Linked DNA regions of Urocitellus parryii: region 2 is linked to region 1. The links are chromatin contacts, called in public Hi-C maps. All regions are on one chromosome and are shown on one strand. Each heading gives the region's core, a stretch centred on a gene start, on an enhancer-like site or on the middle of the called end of the contact. The rest is flanking DNA. Distances are from core to core; before and after follow the strand shown. Region 1 holds the start of Znf383 (zinc finger protein 383). Region 2 holds the start of LOC113176879.

Region 1 (3,669 bases), core at 538-3,037:
GAGATTTTGAGTCACTGGAATTACACATATGTGTCACCATATCCAGCAGTAAAGTTAATTTTTAAAAAATGAAACAGACCCACCCACTTTTGAAATAAAAAGTTCCAAACTTTTAGCTTCTGAACATCCTCATACTGAGGAAAGATAGGAAGAAACTAACACCAACAAGTTCTCAGATGTGGAGCTTAACTAAATCTACACATGCATATCAACTGATGTTTTTCTTATAAATTGGAGCAGCTTCTATAGGACCAGCAGAGAAACAATCCAGCTGCTTCTCCCCGGTTTAATCAAACTGTATAAAATTATTTTTTTCCCATTTTCCATTGTCTATTTCTTATAAAGGTGGTTGGCTGAACACTACAAGCAAGCCTGGATGCAAGCAGTTCCCAGGCTAGGCTGCAGGTAGCAAAAACACTTGCTGGCATGGTGGCACACACTATAGCGCCAGCTACTCTGGCAGTTAAGAGGGGAGAATCACTTGAGCCCAGGAGTTCAAGATTAGCCAGGGCAACATAGTGTAACAGGGTCTGTTTCAAGCCTTGAACATAAACTTTGCTGCTCTACTACTGTTGCTTACTTTGTTTTATTTTTATTTTTTGGTTGTAGTTGGATACAGTACTTTTATTTCACTTATTTATTTTTATGTGGTGCTGAGGATGGAACCCAGGGTCTCGCACATGCTAGGCGAGTGCTCTACCGCTAAACCACAACCCCAGCCCTTGTTACTTACTTTAAAACTGACATTTTCCCCTCTTTTTTTTTTCTCTCTCCCACCCTAAGCTTGGGGAAAACAAGCCTGCAAAATGAACTATGTCTCTGACAGAGCACAGCTAGAAAGTAGCCTTTCAATCATTTCTCTAAAAGCCCTGTCAGAATCACAGCCTCGCGGACTGGAGTCCCCTGTGTTTCTTCTTTGCTAGCAAAGCAATAAAACTTTTTCCTTTTCCTCAAAACCTTGTCCTCATTATTGGATTAGCATTGCGGACAAGAATGGGGCTTTCCTTATAGAGAGCTGACCCCTGTCTCAAACACATGCACACACAGAAATAATTCGCAAACCATAAAATAAGCTCTTTGAAGGTGTACAATTTGATTTCTTTGGGTATTTTACAGAGTTGAGCAAACAGCATTATTATCCATTTCAAGAATATTTTAATCCCTCCCCCAAAGAAGCCCTATATCTATTATCAATCACAATGTCCCCTAGCTCTGCAGTCCTTAATACCTAATATACTCCGTGTTTGTATTTATTTGCCTAGCCTGTATAATTCCATACAAATGGAATCGTATATCCTATACTATGGCTCAGCTTATCACCCTAGGAATGCAAAATTGGAGATTCTGTGAGCCAGCCTGAGACTTCGGAGTTGGTTACAACAACTAGAAAGGTTCAGGACCCAGGTAATGTCGGTCTTCACCGTCAGCAGCTCAGCTGAGAAAGCCTGTAAAAGCAACTTTTTCTCCTCTTGGCCGTGCGACTTATGTTTTCCGGCGCTTGACTACATTTCCCAGAAGTTCTTGCGGCTCCACTCATTTCCATCTGAACAGTTTCCAGGGAACAACCTGAGATTGGCCTGTGCATTTGAGGAATCTTGTGGACAGGATGGCTGTCCGGCTTTGTGTGGGCTTTTACCTTGAAGACTTCCTAACCACCACGGAGACCCAGGGCCAGACTCTGGCGGTGCGAGGGGAGGAGTTAGAGGATGGGCGTCATCTTCCCCCACGAGGGGCACTTGCGGACTACATTTCCCAGAAACCCCCGCGAGGACGGGGCGGCCGCTTCATTTGCCTGCGGGACCCTCGGCCTCCAGGGCAGGGAAAGTGCGCAGCGAGCGGCCTAGGCACCCGGGGCCCCACTAGGCTGCGCAGGAACATCCCTGGGCGTCTGAAGGGACATTCGTGGTAGGTCTGGGATGTCAGGAACTTGGGACTGGCTCTGGCCAGGGGAGCGGTCGCGAGGTGTGGGCCTCTGGGTGTGGTTGTGACCTTATGTGACTGTGGGGCGCAGTGTGTGTGCGGATGTGATTTTATGTTCCTCTGGTGGGTGTGTCGTTGTGACTGACCGTGCGCAGAGCTGTGTGTGCCTGTGTGACTGCACATTCCTGTAGTTTTGTTAACAATGTGGTCGTGTCCCCGAGGTTGGACCGATTGTGTGTGACCTTATTCACTTTGTGTGACATGTGGATGTGGGGGTGGGCGTGGAGAATCTGCTTCTGCATCTGTGATTGTTACTCTGAGAGGTTTGTGTGCGTCATTGTATGAATGTTAGAACCACTCCGTGTACTGGATGCCTGTGACTATGTGAGAATGTGTGAAAGTGATTATGTAACTGTGTGTGGCCCTGTGATGCTTGTGCCAGGGTAACGGATACATGGCCATTGTGTTATTTTGAATGTATGATTGTGTGTAGTGCCCAGTAGGAGAACTGGAGGGAATTGTGGGTGCGTGGCTCTAGTGAATGTGATAGTCACTCTGTAGCGCGGTATGATTTTGTGTGGTGTTGTGTTGGAGGGGTCTGTTAATGTGTGGATGTGATTGTGTATCCTTAGGGTGGACTGTGTGTGAGCACAGTGTACTGGTATTATTTGGGTGATGTGTTCCTGAGAGGACAGATGGGGTTCACCTATAGTGGATAAGTGACTGCAGCATTGGAAATATAGGTGTTGAGTGCCTGTGACTGCCTTGTGATTCCAACTCTCTATCCTAAAAGGTCCTTGTGAGTTCAGGACAAATTCTGATCTTGGACAACTTAGACTTCACTCCTCTTCTCAAACCAGAATGCTCAGGATAGCCCAGATTCCTCTGACCTCCTTCTTTTTTCTTCTTTCCATGGTGGTAGTTGTGGGTTCAGAGTGAGCTCTAATCAGGTCCGTCTAAATCACACACAAAAAAAATGCCTGGCATCTCATAGTTCTTTTTTTCTTACTCATCTCTGCCTTTCCAGAGGTACCCAGAGGAAGAAAGAGAAATAGTTGTTGATCAAGCCAAATATAAGGTGCATTGGGGTTTGAGTTTTGCTTTTCTTCTTTTGGATGGTCTGACTTAACATAGACTCATTAAGTGTCCTGGTTCTCAAATTTGTTCCATCTGAGAAAATGATGGGAAACCACAGGGTGGATGTACAGATTCCATTTTTCTCCCTTTCTTCTACATAATGTTCACATATTAATTTAGAAAATAGATAAGGTTTTTTCCTGTGTACTAAGTTGTTTTTAAGCACATATACACACCTGAAGCATGATTATTTTTAAAAATTTGGAAAACAGGAAGTTACAAAGGGCAAAAGATAATGCCTGCCCCCTAAAAATAACCACTGTCAATATTTTGATCTATTTCCTTCTTATAAATTCCCCATGTATGTATAGTATATATCATTCTTAAAAATATTTTTAGTTGTAGGTGGACACAATACCTTTATTTTATTTATCTTTTTTTTTTTTATGTGGTGCTGAGGATCAAACCCAGTGCCTTGCATGTGCTAGGTGAGCACTCTATCACTGAGCCACAACCCCAGCCCCAAGAGTTAGGTTCTTTTTAAAAAGGTATCCATGGGCTTGGGTTGTAGCTCAGTGGTAGAGCACTTGCCTAGCATGTGTGAAGCACTGGGTTCAATTCTTAGCACCACATATAAATAAATAAAGTTCCATCGACAACTAAAAAAATATA
Region 2 (3,669 bases), core at 360-2,859, 480 kb after region 1:
TAAACACAGCTTTAATCATGTTTTGATGGGAAAAAAGAGCAATAAGATGTTTTAAACATTGCTGTGCAAGTGTAAATGTGTGCATTCACTTTGGTATATATTTTGCACCATTTGGTAAAGTGCAAAATATCGTTTGATGAAGCAATTCCTCTGGTGAACAAGCATGTGTACCCTATGTAAAAGAATGTTAGTGGTAGTGTAACAAGGATTTAAACTCTTTACTTTTGCCTGCAAATGTCCAATGGATGGCTAAAAGTAGGATTAAAGACTTGGCATCTCTGTTTCCATTTTACGTCCATCTCCTTTGCTTGTGGTAACCTTGGATCCAGAAACAGGGTCTGATCAATACATATATTGTGATGAATTGAAGTTAGCTCCCCTCCATGTGAAACAGTAACTTTCATATTTTAGATAAGGTTCTGCCTTGTCCTGGGATAATGATGGACCAGACCATGTCTGGTCAAGACCACATGCTCTGTCAACTGTTGAAAAGCCTCCAGTTATCTAACTCTCAAACCTTGCCCTCATTTACCTTTTTTATAAAACGTCAAAGTCACTGTCAGTCCCTTAAAGACAGGGCAAAGGACACCGGTCCCGTTGTCTTCTCAGTGTAGCTACACTGATTAAAGTTCTTTCATGATTTTCTCCATTACCTTTTCCTTTGTTTTTTTGGGGTGTGTGGCTAGAACCTGAGTTGTTGGATCCCCAGAGTCAAGCTTCTGGCCTAGAGTATGGTAATAGCAGCATTATTTATAAAATAAAAAAACTAGAAATAGCTCAAATATCCTCCATTATTAGCAGGGATGAATAAATGCAGTATACTACACAACACGCCAAAAAAAAAAAAAAAAGGAGAAGAAGAAAAAACTGAATGAACTATTGTATCTAATATGAAATATTCTTAAGAACATTTGAACAAATAAATAAATATAATAAAAGACAAAGGATATCATGATAACATGCATATTAAGTCCTAAAACTAGAATATAGTGCTTTGAGGTACCATTGAGTTACAGGAAACCCACTCCCCAAACCACAGGCCACACACCCAGAGTCTCTAAAGGTGCCACAGGCACAACCGAACTTTTACCAAGAGGACGCTCAAAGTTACATCTGCGGTCACAGACACCTGTACCCTGGTCACAGTCAAAGTCACACACTAACCACATGCACACACACAACTACAACCACACAGTCTGCATCTGTATTCCCACCTGTACTCTGATGCATGTGCCCACAACGTCACACAATCATACACTACAGAGGAGACAACTCCGAAACGCCCAGCCAGTCACGAGCGCCCAGGATCGCACACAATGCCGCGCGCGGTCCTAATGTCTGTCTCTCACGCAGCAGGTTCTCCACTCCGTGTGACCCTTAGACGGAAATACTCAACAGTCTGTTAAGACCACACGATCGTTCTTCAGAAACTACCACACACATAATAACAACCACACAATTTCAACCTCAACTCCTCCGCGGCACAAAGACAAGCCTCGGCGTCAGCCCCGCCCTCCTCTGGGGATCCTCACCTCAGGCCTCCCAAGCTTTCCAGGCAGTAAAACACTCCACAGCACTGGATTAGCTGCTGGTGAAGCCCCCAGGGAACCGCCAGCGCGTGACTTTAAGGCTGAATTCCCGCGAGAAGGAGGTCATGCTGAGTAGTGCTCTGGGAAACACAGTTAGAAAGGCAACCAGAGGTAGACAAGGTGGTTCCGTGTTTCAGGATTCCTATCAGCGATTAGCTGCGGCCACCAGAAAGGATTGCACACTTTATTGAAACACACTGCGAAGGCCTGAGTCCTGCATCAGCCTCCAACCCCGGCTCCCAAAGAAGGCCGCTCCCATGCGTTTGACATGGGTTTTACTTTCCGCCCCTTTCTTACTATTGGTAGGAACCGGAGAGCCTCAGGAAGAGGAGGGCAAGTTTGCCTAGGAAGGTAGTTCGCACCGCTGAGCCTTCTGGGAAATGTAGTTCCGAGCAAGGCAGAGGCTGTGGGCGCACCATTCAAAAGTTATCTAGGGGCTGGGCGCCCACCTGTTATCCCAGGGCTTGGGAGGCGGAGGCAGGAGGATCAAAATTCAGACCTCGCACCAGCGATTTAGCGAGGCGCTAAGCAACTCAGTGAGACCCTGTCTCTAAATAAAATACAAACTAGGGCTGGGGATGTGGCTTACCAGTCCAGTGGTCCTGAGTTCAATTTCCCGTCCCCCCCCCCCAAAAAAAAGAAGTCATCTCAAGAGATTAGCCTCTGCTTTGCCACTCCCTGGTGACTGATGCCTGGGAAGGCTAGTGGGCCTAGGAGGTACTCGGGCACGGTGCAGTACTGTAATAGTGATCCCTTTTTTTAGGTGCAGGACAGGCTGAACTATGTTGTTTGCAGGGCAGGCTGAAGGAATGTTAGCTGCAGGATAACCCACACACTCAATCCCCGCTCTGTCTGGTCCTTTATCACCTGTTTGCTCAAGTCTGAACACTGAACCCCACTCAAGGCTGAACACTGGACACTCACACGTCTGGTGTAATGGAAACCCACATCTAGCCCCTGCCCCATCTGCCTGAGCGTAGAAGATGACATTACTGTATGATCCAATCACTGTATGCCAATAAGGCAGCTTGCAGACCAAAACCCCATTAGATTTGGGCTATAAAAAACTCCCTCCTGCCCGGCCCTTCTCTATTGCTCCTCTCCCTTTGTCTCTCTCCCTTGCTCTCTCTTTCTTCTCTTGCTTTTGCCCTCCCGCTCACTCTCTCCTCCTCCTCCTCCTCCCTCTTCTTCTTCTCTCTCTCTCTCTCCCTCTCTCTCTCTCTTTCTCTGTTCTACCCCCCTCTTTCTTCTTTCCCTGCTCTTTCTTTCTCTCTCTTTTGCACTGTTGCAATAAAGATCTCTTGGTCGCTCTGAGTGTTGTGGTCACTTTCCTTTCACCTTCACCTTATGAATATAGTCCTTCTTGCTCTAAGGTTTATTTTTTAAAATAACGTTTTTTTCCTCGTTCTCTCTTCTCCACTCCCTCTCCCCATTCCTAACAAGATTAGGGAGACTCATGTTTTTCTTCCCCTGGTTAAGTACCCTTGAACACACCCACTACAGGAAGGAAATGTCTACTGAGAATATGGTAAGTGAATATCTCCCAAATGAACAAGTGAATCCTAACACCCATCAGGACTCCCTGGGACACCCCCTACCAGAGCACACCTGGAATGTAACCCTTAAAGACTTTCTTTAACACCACCCCTTCCTCCTGATGGAGCCAATCATAGCCTTTGGGACATCTCAAATCAGTTGGGAAAAGATGACTTTTCAATGAAGGTTTTGAGGTCAATTTATTAACCTTTTCTGGGGGAAAATAATGGGCTACAATCTATATTTAAAGGTTCAACTCCAAATAGGTCAAAATTTAAAACGAAAAGAAAAAAATTATAAGGGGTGAAAGATGGGCAACTGACTTTACGACTGGGCGGGGGCTGTAGCTCAGTGGCAGAGCACTTGCCTAATATTTGTGAGACACTGGGATTCTCAGCAACACATATAACTAAATTAATTAAATAAAGGTCCATCAACAAAAAAGAATTTTAAAAAATGTAATACTTGAACATAAGGGATTGATCATCCCTTCCATGTGAAAATTTTTTTAAAATTACGAACTAACTGTAATCCCAGAGACTTG

What was found. Hi-C and Micro-C count contacts between places; a contact is called where the count stands out from the background.
Region 2: a contact with region 1 is called in a Hi-C map of liver, with 4 times the contacts expected there. The contact joins the promoter of LOC113176879 here to the promoter of Znf383 in region 1. A contact is called at or near these places in 2 of 2 Hi-C or Micro-C datasets (liver and muscle).

Annotation. Positions count from the first base shown.
Region 1 is chr15:15,473,530-15,477,198 of mUroPar1.hap1, forward strand. Znf383 (zinc finger protein 383) reads left to right here and starts at 1,788. Exons shown (of 5, transcript XM_077793056.1): 1 at 1,788-1,905.
Region 2 is chr15:15,953,165-15,956,833 of mUroPar1.hap1, forward strand. LOC113176879 reads right to left here and starts at 1,610. Exons shown (of 5, transcript XM_077793057.1): 1 at 1,533-1,610.